2 separate regions of the Gasterosteus aculeatus genome follow, and region 1 is linked to region 2. A link is a contact called in public Hi-C data. All regions are on one chromosome and are shown on one strand. Each heading gives the region's core, a stretch centred on a gene start, on an enhancer-like site or on the middle of the called end of the contact. The rest is flanking DNA. Distances are from core to core; before and after follow the strand shown.

Region 1 (6,662 bases), core at 2,952-5,451, 92 kb before region 2:
AAACCGTATCTGAGGAATCCAGGATCCGGCCATGGGAGGCTGGCATCTGTCTGCTCCTCTGGCCATTCACAACAATACGCTCCGATAGGATGTCTGTAATAATATTAATAGGACCTCGAAGAGTAGTCCACATCAATCCCTGTGTCTCTAGACCAACAGTTACATACCGAAACCCGGTGGAGACGTCTTCGGACAAGAACGCATTGAATGTTTGTAAGAAGCCAGTGATCACATCAATGAATGTGAAAATGTACGTTAGATGGGATTGTGCGTAGAAGATACATTTTCACAATTATATTACTTTTTTGAATGAGTCATTCAAGCATTTTAGATGTTTGTTTAAGCAAATCTCTATATAACATGTTTGCTGAGGTTAATGTCCGAAGGCAGATGTGCTGTGAATGTGAAACTTCCTTAAAAACCTTTTCTCTGAATATGTGTTTAGGCTTTTTGTATGTAATGTAACTCTTGAATTGCACGTATCCACAGACCGCTTCATCCACATCTATAAGATACAAGGGATGGAGTGACAGGCCCAGAGAAAGAAGACATCCCCTCTCCACCTCCCCAATTACCTGTCTATCCTCACCTCTGCAATCCCCGGTATCAAGCCTCCACCCAAATTCTGACCATGAATCAGATCTTCAGTGCCTCTCCATCTAAATGACTTCCTCAGGTCAAAGGTCAAAATCCCATCACTCACTAAACGCTGGCTGATTAGTTGGTTAGGTCAAGGTTCGAGGATGGGTATTTGCTCAAATGAATCCTCATGTGATATTAGATTTCCTATTTGTTTTAGTGCATTCATTTATGTAAATACATTGAGTAGCCACCTAATAAAATACTGCTGATTTCACCTCAAGTGATCATTTTGGAGTGATGTTGCTCAGAAGAAAAAAGAAAATCATCCAACAGATGAATTGATTGACTCTTCATCTGTTTTTTAAAATGATTTGACATGTTAGTTCTTTTCAAGGCATGCCCACACGAGTTGCCTGCTTCCTGCAGTGCTTCCAAACATTTTCTCACAATTTCAGACAATATATGATTCAAGCATCCGTTTTTTGTGGTCCTAATCTACCCGATCCCATTTTTCCCCTCCTACTGTTTAGATTGTTGCTGTGTTTGCGCACCATCTGAAAGTCCCTTGATGACGCATTTGTGTCAGGAAGTGCTTCTTGTCATTGAATGCTATTCAGAAACACAAAAGCGACGCAGAAGGTCGATATTCACATCAACAGCAACATTAAAAACCGTGAAAATGTCGTCCCAGTGCTCCAGCAAATGTCAACAAAGCGATGCTACAACAACTCTAAATCCAAAGTTAATTTGTCCCCATAGAATCTGGTGTGGCCCAGTGGGGTGGGAAGAAAGAACTAGCAATTGTGTTTTGTTTTTGCCTCCAGCTTCACAAACAGTAGCATTAACAAAGTATCCTTTCTGTGCCATTTCCTTCCACTCTGATTGGACTAATTGGGACCTGTTGACAGCGAATCCCATCCGTGCAGGAACAAGCCAATCACGTCTCGGCATCTGTCATCCCCGGCACACAGGGCTTCCACTCCCCTCATAAAGGCCTTTGTTTCTGTGACCTTAGTGACCTTTAGCATTTTTTTAATATGGAAAGCCTGATTAACTCTCCCAAAGATAGGACATGAAACATGTTGGTGCACATAACTTGTTACAAAGGATCACATGCACTTTAAATAGAGAAAGAAGTTGAAACAACTCAAACTGCTACAGCAACAATATAACATTTTAAGTTTCAATTCAGTGTAAAAACCACAAATGTTTAGTGATCTGTAGCTTTATACTGTCAGTAGTTTAAATACATAAGAAATAAGGTCATCTCGTGTGTCACAATTGGTACCTGGAGCATTACTTGGCACCTTTTTATTGATCATATATCAAAGTTGAAAAGAATTTCTCCAAAACTGAACTGAATGAATATAATAAATTAAAACTAACGTAAACTTCAAAAATCATGGACGATTGCCTGAATTGAATTGTTTAAAAATAGGTTAATGTTATACAAATTTCATTTTGATTTTATAGTATATAACATCTGCAGAAATGGAATCAATTACAGAATTGTCTAGTTCTATATTATGAGGCACAGCTGTAAGCTGAACTTCTATTGTGTTTTCATCAAGTTCCAGATTGTTCAGATAAGTAAGATAAATAAGTTCAAAATGGTCTTGTAAAGACTAAAGCTTGTCTTGAATCACAGTGTGAAGGAAACAGCCACATCCTTTAGCTTGTATCTTTTTTTCCCCCTTTGCTTTGAACGTGTGCGAATCATCAAGGCACAACAGCGCACAACGACGCCTCTGCTCGAGTAGTTGACCTAAGACAAAGGAGCAGTGAAAGAGAGGCGGGGGGGGGACGGGGGAGGGCGGCCGAGGAAGCCACCGAGCTCCAACCAGAGTCCGTCAGAGCGACTTATCTTTCGCCGCCTTTATTAGTCTCTCATATCTTGGCCTGCACCTGTCTTTGAAGGTCCAGGAGTTTGGTTAGCGCCCCCCCCCCCCCCCCCCCCCCCCACTCACCTTAACTCCCCTCCCTCCTCTCCAGACTCCCCTCATCTCGTGAGGACTGAGGCCCGGGGATCCCCATTCATGGAGGATGATCGACACAGCGGTACCTAGAAGAAAAGGCAGCTGTGATGAGAGAGAGAGGAGAGCGGACCCATGTCCCCTTTGTGCTTCTAACCACCTCCTCTCTTGTCTTCCCCGGCTGTGTCCACACAATAGAGGCTTAACAGGAGCTGTCAGCGTGCAACACTAGTGTGACCACCGTGGGCACCGGGGGGTTAGCCGGGATTGCATTAGCCCCGTGTTTGTATGGCACTGAAAGCCAGACGGCTACAGTTAAACCAAGTTTTGTAGTGCTTTGTAAAGACGGCTTTCAGCGCCTTGTTTACCCGCACTGCACTCCAAAGGGACGGAGAGAGCGGCACGTTGATGAAACGCTGGGGTTTTAAAATGCTTGAAAAACAACAAAAAAGAAATAGGTGTTCAGTGTGGGGGGGGGGGGGGGGGGGGCTCCACTTTGCACCTGAGGTTTGATCAATAAAGTCAAGTGATGACACGTCAATTTGCAGACGCGGTGAGGCCATGAATGGCGGCGCTGAGAGATGGCGGCAGGTGAATTGTTCCGACAGCGGATACAGTGTATCAACGTGCTGCTGTTAAGTGTGCGTTTATCCCCCCCGCTGCCACTCAGTCAGTGTTTTCTTACATTCGGACCTGTATTTAACCAGCGCTCGTGACAGCGATTGTCTTTTGCCATCCCCTATTGTGCTTTTGCTGTCGTGACGATGTAATGTTTATGAGTTAGTGCAGTGCACACACGGCCACAGGCCAGCTGCAGCCATTGCTAGATGCTTGATACATGTAATTAAAACACAAAAGCACATGAGAGCATGAGGTTGCGGATACAAAAGGTGGTGGGCTGGTTTGATCAGATACGGTTGAATCGCTTGGTGATTTTAATTGTTACAAAACAATAACTGGGCAGGTGTCTCAGCAGGAAGGAATTAGGAGAACACGCGTACATGCGAAGGATAATCACAAAAGAGGGACCACCTTGGTTGCTCCGGTTCTAGCTGAACTTTGGGATTTGGCTTATCGTTTCTTTAAAGGGGACATCATTCGAGTCATTTAAATTCATAAAAAGTGACAAATGCCACTCGTGCATGTAAAACATGAATTCAAAAATCCAATTCTATTTTTCAGAGATTTAAGTGTTGTTCCCTCACCATTAGATGGCAGTGATGCATAGCACAGCCCTTTGATCTCCTGGAAGGAGATCTGCTCATTTCTGCCTAAAAAGGCAGATAAAATGTTTGCCTAATCATTGGTGTGTTTGAACCAGTGAGTCAGCACTATTCTAAATATATGTCAATCTCTCTGCCTGCTCCTAATATTCATAAAAAGCTTTTGAAGTCTCACCTGATAATCACAGCGCATGTGTCCTCTTTTGATCCTCACCTGTGATTTTCGACACGGAGGATGAAACAGAGGACTTCAGGCAGGGTTACTGTAAGCGTAGGATCAGATCGCACATTCCGAAGCCGCCAATAAACAAACAAACAAGTCATCGGAAACACATTTGACGGAGAGAATAACTGCCGTAGCCAATTGCACGGCCTGTGGTCTGGCTTTTATCAACACAGATCAGCAGGGGCCTTTGGTCTGCAGTGCACACGTGGATCAAACCAGTGTTATCTGCAGGTATTACTTGCTGTGTTTGTGTTATCTAAGCTTCCAGGGGGCTTTATTGCTGCGAACAGTGAGGCCAGGTGCCCCTATTTATTCAAGATTAGGATTATTTGGATGTTTAAATAAGAGTCTACAGTTTGACTCACTCACAGGGCTCTGAAATTTGTTTTCAACAAATGCACATAACCACACAGCCATTTCTCCAGCGAGCTCTTGAGGTGACCTTTAGGGTCTTGCTGGGGGAAAGTAGATAGTTCTCAGCAGATTGTAACTTCTTATTGTAGTAAAAATATTAGGATGTTAAAAAAATAACATCCACACAAACTTGTTGATTCTACATTTTGTGTAAAATTGAACCAATGAAATTAAGAAATATAGCATATAAACTGAATATAAAAAATTGTTATTGTTGAGTATTAAAGTATAAAAATGCACGCTTACGCTAGAATTAAATTACACTTGAACTATAAATGCATAGTAATAATGGGTGAAGACCGTTTAAAGGCCGGATTGCACGATCAACGCGTATTTCAAGTCACACCACCAGCACACGAACATGTTGCAGAAAGATGCACCACTATCTGGGTCAAATGCAGTTCAACAGGAACCACGTGTTTTAAGAATAGCATGTCCAGACCTAGAACTATGCCAATCGCCTATATGCAAATCATCTGGCAAACATCCTGATATATAGAACTCATGAACAACGGAGGCGTGTTGATCCGAGAGCCTAGAGGGATGGACATCCCTGTGCTCCAATGGGGCTCTCCGAGGGTTCTAAGCAGGAGCCGCCTCCGTCTTAATAACCATATAACCAAATAATCAAAAATGCTCTTAGAGACTATATAATACGAGCGCACTTTGTATTAACCGCCTTTTTTCATGTTGTTAAACTGCCTGAAATAGGTCCGTGCACGTATAACTGCAGCACAGAATTCTCTTGTTGCAAATAAGTACTTGTTTTGCTCGAACGACATTATCATTTCATCTTGTTACAAATGCTCTAATGGACGTTTTTCACTCCCCTGAGCTCTACAGGGGATTTTTGCATTGCATTATTTGGGATGTATGGCCTGCAACTTCAATGTTTTGCTTCAGCTGCTGCAGACCGGTGTTCTCAAGGAATTATCTGTGATAAACGCGTTACCAACAAAGCACCAAACAGCAAACAAACAAGGTTAGCAACGAGATAGTGGAGCATGTAGCAGCCACAGAGACATATACTTTCATTTAGTGGGTAGACTCTGAAAACTAAAAGAGCTAAAAGGTGGATGAGTATTACATTTACCTGCATGATCTGTTTTCTTGCCCCAGTGGCTCTAAAAGGCCCAGGTATTTTTTTAAATGCACCTGCATTTACCTTTAACATATTAAAAGGGCGCCCACTAACGAAAACTGCACAGCAACTTTCTTTTTTCAACGTGGGTACTGTTGTACTGGTGATTTGTACTCTGAATTAAAATTATGAAATTACATGTCGGACTAAACAATATTTCTAATAAAAATCCAGCTCCAAAAACAATAACTTGTGTTTTAACCTCCACTAAATCTGCTTACCGCAAAAGCAATCTGTTCTCAATCTGCCGAGCAGTTTATGACGTAAATTCATGTTTATTTCTCATCCATATTCTCCTCAACTGCCCGGCAACCAGACAGACAGTGAGTGACGGACGGACGGCCACGTGGTCAGAGGGCGAGATGGGAGAGCAGCGACTGACATCCATCCAGCCCCGTTTGAGCCACATGTCCCCGTCATTCCCTCTCAGCCAGGCAGAAAAAGCCTCGCGCGTGTCTCTGCACGCCGTGAGCCGCCGAACGCCGTGGTTCTCCTCCCCGTGCGCGGGGCTCTGAACCTAAACCCTTTGGCCAAGTGCAAGAGAGGCATTAGGGCCCATGTCAAAACAGCTTACAGCCAAGCAGCGTGCTTCTAAAAGGCCTGGGCCCATTCATGGAGTCATTCAAAGTGACAGCCCCGTGAGCCCACTGCTCTCCGACAAACCCCGTGCGACGGAGAAGGGGAGGGCTGGTGCTCGGCTAATGTCAGCGAGCGCGGCATCGCTCTTTGTTAATGTTGGAAGCCGAGGCCCGGGTTTCCCTTTCAAGAGAAAAGGTCAGCAGCAGCCTGCGGGGAGCGCGCACGTGCATGAAGTGGGACAGGTACCGACCAAGCTCATTGTTTCATTGAACCTGTTTACATCTGAGCTGAGTCACTGGCCTTGGAGGAACCAGCCACTTGCCACATCGTCTATCCGCCAACAAAGGGTTAAACTAAGAGCGGGAAGGGATAATTGCTGCGGTCACGTGGGCAATCTTTCTTTTTGCCAAAAATGCTGTTGGTTGACATCAAACTGTACACAAAGTCCTTTGAGACAGAACCAACAAACCGTCCAGCATTGGACGCTTCTGTGCCAATGTGACTCACGGCAACCGTTAACTGCA
Region 2 (6,044 bases), core at 1,787-4,286:
GTTCCCCTCCAACAGAGAGTGGCAGTGGTGAATGCAGGGACACTGTCTGGGGCAGCGGCCGTAGGGAGCTGAGGTTGGTGGGATCCTCTGGTCGCAGATCCTCAAGGATCTTGCTCTATTAAGGTCTCCGAAACACTCCCGGACCAGCACTTCAATGAACATAACAAAGGTTTTTATAAAGTGATGGAGTTATAGATGACAAGTACCCAATAGGTCAGTGAACTGTCTTATTAAACGTGTCCAAGGGAAAAGCCCCAGGCACCAGCAAGGCCTCATCACACTTGTGTTGGACAGGGCGTAATAAATCAGACTGACTGATTAATATACCTGAGCTGGATGTGGGAGCCAGTGGGAAGATTCGGGAGAGGAGGATTGAGGCTCCTGCTGGCTCTATAACAGATAAGACAGCTCGGGGGTAATCTGACTCTAAGTCCGCGGATAAAGGCAGTTTGTCTCTTCTTGGGCCGTCTGTCCACACCTACTGGGTAATTAGGCCTAATTATGAGAGAAAGGTCCGCTTCCCCTTCATGTTATTAAATAAGAGCCAGCCTCGTATGCCAAGGATCTCTCAACACCAGCAAGGGGCTGGCGACCTTCAGATCAAACGCAGCCACTATCTATGCCCCCCCGCCGCCCCGACTGCAGCACCCGTTCTCCTCCTTCGACATTGCTGGACATACGAGGGAAGGAATAGAGGGTATTCGTTACGATATGGGGCATCAAAGTTTTTTAGGAGAGGTGAAGGGAGAGGCCTGTCCACATTCCTCGCTCGGCTCTTTAGTGCTGGTATCATGTGATCGGCGGCTACCCACCTAAGCTGCCCTCTTGTCAAATTCTGCCATTCATAAATAAGAGCACGGAGGGAGGGGTGTACTGATCACAGGGGTTTATTATAGAAGCTTTATAATGCCCCCCCCCCCCTCCCCGCTTCACAGAGGCCATTATGGAGGCATGGGAGCCCAAGATCCCCTGCTGGTATGTGCCTCATCAAATATGAGATCTGAGCTGCATGATGAAAACTGCAGAAGAATGGACATAACTCAAAAGCTGCATTCTAGATAGAACAAAAAGCCAACTCGTCGCACCAGTAGTATTTCTTTTTTCTATTCTTTGCCAACAAGCTTTTAAAAAAGGAGGAAAAAAATGGCCTCAATGTGTCCATTGCTGCTACATCTTAATTCCTCAGCTATTAGTTCTTATCTGCGGTTTTCCTGCTTTTGACCTTTTTTTTTTGCCAAGGGGCCACTTCCACCTCGCTGGCTGGTCAGTGGGTGGTGAGCCGGCTATACGATCATCAGTCAGCCTTTCCGCTCCCCCCCCGTATAATACAGATCCTCCTGCGGAGGAAACCAAAGTGCCAAATAGAGAGCGAGCTCCATTATAAAAGTCCAGTTAGACAAACAACATGGGAAGTGGCGGGGAAGACACACGCCCTTTATTGTGTCTTGGTGGGGTTATCTGGACTGGATAAACAGACCAGCGTCACATTGCGGTTGAAGTAAGACACAAGTGCACCAACACCCACTGTCAGTCACAGATCCACTGAGTGGAAAGAGGTGGCATTGTTTGCGTGAATGGCGTGAATGCTAAGCAGGGGCCATTGCAGATAAGAGCTCAATGCCTTGTGGTTGTCATTGAAGCAGGAACTGATTGAGCACCGTGTCAGAGGGTCCAGATTTAGGAGGTCCTGGCTGTGTTCAACAGGTACCCGGAGCCTTATCTGTTTGCATTATCACCCATTTCCTCCATGAGGTCATTTACCTGGACACTAGAGGAAAAAAAGAGACACAAGAGAGTTGACAGCGCCAGTGTCTTCATTATGCATCTCCAAACATTATAAAGGAGTAATGGGCTTTTGGACCAATAGGGAGTTTGTCCATACGGCTAAAATATGAACACGAGTAAATGTTCAGTGTGTCACAATCTCGAAAAACACCTCGAGAGGACAAAGAACACACGGAAAACAACAAGATGTTACACTTCGTCAAGCAGCACGTCGCCCCCAGTGTTACAACTGTTAGTCAACTTCAGGGATGTGATGAGTGACTGCAGACTAAGTAATGCATGGTGAGATGTTTGACCGAGTGCTGTTTGTACATCGTACAACTGTCTCTGTTTCGTTTCCGGAGTTCAGCAGGAACTTAAAAACGCACCTTTAACTGAACAAAGCGGTGGAGAAAATATTACTCGCACAACCAAGTTGGGAATTTGTCCATTTTTCTGTGAGTGGAAGCTGGATAAAGGAGATCATTTCCTCTAAATTGGCTTTTTGAATACGATAGATAATATGAATACATATAAATAAACAGGTGTAGAAATAGATTCCAATTCCACCCTTGTTCATTAACAGTGAGGGGAGAAATTCAGGAAGAAACAGACATTTTAATCTAACGTTATAACTAAACTAAGCCTGCAGTGCAGCCCCCTTCGTAAGATGATTATAATAGATGATTTTAACTTCCCAATTACAAAGGTTATAAATCAAGTACTCTGCATTTTATTAGAATTATTTGATGGCTCTCGTTTTTTCTTATTTTACTATTCTCAATTGTGAAATACAGCACGCGACTCTTTTGAGTCATCGGGACATCTTATTATTACCAACAGGGTTCATTGGTCAACGTTAGAATACATCATCCACAGTTAAATAAGTTGTAAGCACTTCACGCTAGCTTAATTTAAATTGCCAGAAGATAAAAGTTAGCAACAAGCTAGCAACTCACGACAACAAACGCCAACAGACGCATTTACATGTTACACCTCGTTTTGACGCTATTGGCGTTATCGCTGGGTAAAGTTGTGACAGTACAGTAAAAACATAATGCTTTAACAAAACTTCACAAAATACCAGTTCAGTGACACACCGTTTGTTTGGGGTAGTTGTCAGAAGCTGTGAGAGGAGACGATTGAAAACATGCGCCGGAGCTGAAGGACCCTCCGTTTAGAGGAGACGAGCTGCCCGTGGAAGTGCCTGTATAGAACACGCAATCTCTCTCACTAAACAGCGTGTTCATCGCCAATATCTCAAATGTACGGTATGTGGTAGAAAGTGAGTCAAAGGTAACATATTAGGTCATTATAGAATTGATATACATTAACAAATATATACAAAATAGCTGAACAACCGTCTAACATGTAACTAAATTTAATTATGGTGACTTACATTGTCACTTAACAAGAGAATTGGAAAATTCAAACTACCAAAACGTTGAGAATACTAACCGCTCAGATACATGCTCTTTTATAGTCCTGCTCTTCTGTTACGGGATTCTAGACACCCAGACTACCTAAAAAAAACATCAGAACTGAATGATAAAACTCACAAAGCCATACAATACCGCAAGAACAGGGGAGTCTTTATTTCTTCATCCTTTTCAGTCTAATGGAGAAAGAGAGACAGAGAAAACACAGGGCCTAATCCACAGAGCACACATACCCCTTTCATGAGAGTACTGGGAGAGACCTTTATTTGTCCATTCCTATCATGGAGAAAGCGAGTTTCAAGCTCGGCTAGGTCTGAGCTGGAAGATTAGATGAAACCAGAGTGTTTTAAACCTCTTTTGTGGCCGTGGATTAGAGTCAGCCAGTCCCCCTGCACTCTGAAATGAAACAATAAGGGGTATATGCAGGTAGCTCAATGCGAGAAGGTGAACAACATTTGGAGTACTCTGGGTTAGAAACCTAAATGATCTCCTTGCAACAGAAAATGATAGCCCTCATTTAACTGGAATATCTCCTGTATATATGTGGTTTATTTTGGGAAAGTTGACATTTTGGCCCAAGCAACCTCCATCAGGGACACCTTCCTAGACAGACTACGATTATACTAAATGAAACATATTTTGGATTTGGAGTGGAGCATGATTACCAGTGTACCTAATTAACTAATGAGCTTAGTGAAATACACGAGCACGTACTGACATGCATCAAAAGGGTGAGTCTGCGTTGTAGAGCGGCAATGGGTTCAAACCAATTAGTGCAAATGGAGATGGCAGCACAGCAACCTCTCAGCAGGAGGTGGGAGAAAGAGTCTTCTGCCCTGCCTGGACCGATACCATGGCCGGCACCATCATTAATTATTCCTGGCATCTCAGTTTACCCAGGGGCAGGGAGGGTATGTCGGACAATGCCAGGGTGCACTTGAGAGCTGGAGCCTTGGTCTCGCTGTGGGTCCGAGGAGGAGGAGGAACAGGAGGAGAGGGTGGGTTGATAGGGCTGGGGTGTGTATACAGTATCATCCATCCAACCCGAGAGACTGCGTGGTAAGGAAATCCCTGGTTTCCCACTCTTGCTCCCTCTCCCTCCCCGCCCCCCCACCGTGGGGGCAGGCGGGTCACTTTACAGATCATCACCAAATTAGAAAAAACGCGGGTCAGCCCGAATAACAGCCAGACCGCAGAGAGGTAGAAATAGACGGGAGTGATATGATGCAGTGTCCTCTGTCATCGTGCAGCGTAGAGGATTTCACTCTATGCCGTGGAGGGCAAAAGGCCAGGCAGGAACGCAGGGCAGTGCTTATATATACTATGAGTCCTCCGAGATGGACCATAGAGTAATAAATGCAAAGTCGCCGAGCGCTACTGTACCAAGTGACCAGCATGTAAAATGTTCTTTACTGAAAAAAACTGACTGATAGAGTATTTTTTTAAATCGTCTTTCATTCAAACAGAACTCCCAAAAAAATTCTTCAAAAGTATAATTGGACACTTGTGGTAAAGTGCGGACTCACTTACTTCAGACACGAGAGTGGTATTAATCCTGTTTAACTCTCAACTCTAATTCTAAAAATTGCATTCCCCAAAATGTCTACATAAAGGAATAGCAAACCCAATTTGAGATATTTTTGTATACAGTACCAGTCAAAAGTTTTCAATAGAATGAGATATATTGACTAAACCTCTACGTCTATGGAGTCTGGATGAGGCCAATGCCACTTTAGATAAGGAGACGAATCCTTCATCAGAAGGACCTGGTCATTTTGTTTCAGTAGCCACAATGCAGCAGTAACAAAGGCAAGTGATATTAAGTCTGTTTTCCATTTGATGTGTCTGTTATTTTTTATCTCACACTTGCTTCTACTTACAACAAGTAGACGCAATAGACCTATTCCGTCATCCGAACACAACATCTTAATTGGAATACAGTTTTTGATAGACATATTTATGTATATAATAAATAAATAATGCACGTGCATGGGCAACCTCATGTCTCCCCGAATTGTTTAGGTGTCAGCGGACGAGTGAGCATTGAGTTATGGGAACGGAGGGAGAACCCACTGGTGCAGGTATCATAACATGGGCCCGGCGAGGCCTCGTGTTTTCCTTGGGCATCTTTGCAGGTGTGAATGGAGAGATCTCAGGGAGGGCGAGGAGTGAACGGCCTGTCACTTTGAGGCTTAGGCCAAACAAAGCTTAAATGAATCAGTATGTAGCGGGCAGGACACACAGGCGCTATCAGCACCACTAAACCACCCTCCCTCGGAACAGTGAGAAGGGGAGGCATCCAGTGTCAAAAGTTAATAAACTTATCAGTTTGGTTTTTAAACGCCTCTTTAATAATGAGGCTGTTGTTGCAAGGATAAAAGAACATCTCTGACCCTAAAACAAGTTTTTCAGAGCGTAATCACAAATTACCCTCCATCTTATACACAAATGCACGTAAAGGTGCATGTGATAAACAATTTGTCTTAATGTCACATGCAAGTCATTATATTTTTTATATATAAATGTAGATTGTAGCATTTCATAAGCTTCGGTGAAAGGCATGACGTCTGGTTGAATGCTTTCTATTAAATACGCTTTAACAGTTGCTTCTTGTCCTTTGATTTAAATAATTATCACACGCACTACCACCTCAATCCCACTCACACACAGACAGGAGGCCGCGCAAGCCATCGCTCATCAGATCAGTGACCAACAAATAAACACAAGCAGGCACGACTGGGAGCGCCAGAAGCACCGCTAGCAGACACAGTGCACGCAGAATGTGTGTGCGTGTGTGTGTGTGTGTGTGTCTGTGATTAATTCACGTGGCTCGTCCCAACA

Evidence for each region. A called contact is a pair of places that touch in the nucleus more often than the background predicts.
Region 1: a Hi-C map of skeletal muscle shows a contact between it and region 2, with 3 times the contacts expected there. The contact joins the enhancer-like site here to the promoter of gnb1l in region 2. A contact is called at or near these places in 4 of 6 Hi-C or Micro-C datasets (skeletal muscle, tail fin and whole body).

Annotation. Positions count from the first base shown.
Region 1 is chr13:17,608,895-17,615,556 of fGasAcu3.hap1.1, reverse strand. No RefSeq gene overlaps it. Among protein-coding and RNA genes, the nearest start is that of LOC120831295, 48 kb to the right of the region's middle. Within about 2 kb of position 4,201, at least 1 of the 9 cell types and tissues checked has open chromatin away from gene starts, as enhancers often do.
Region 2 is chr13:17,516,644-17,522,687 of fGasAcu3.hap1.1, reverse strand. gnb1l (guanine nucleotide binding protein (G protein), beta polypeptide 1-like) reads right to left here and starts at 3,036. Exons shown (of 7, transcript XM_040196599.2): 1 at 2,865-3,036. The coding sequence starts at 3,014.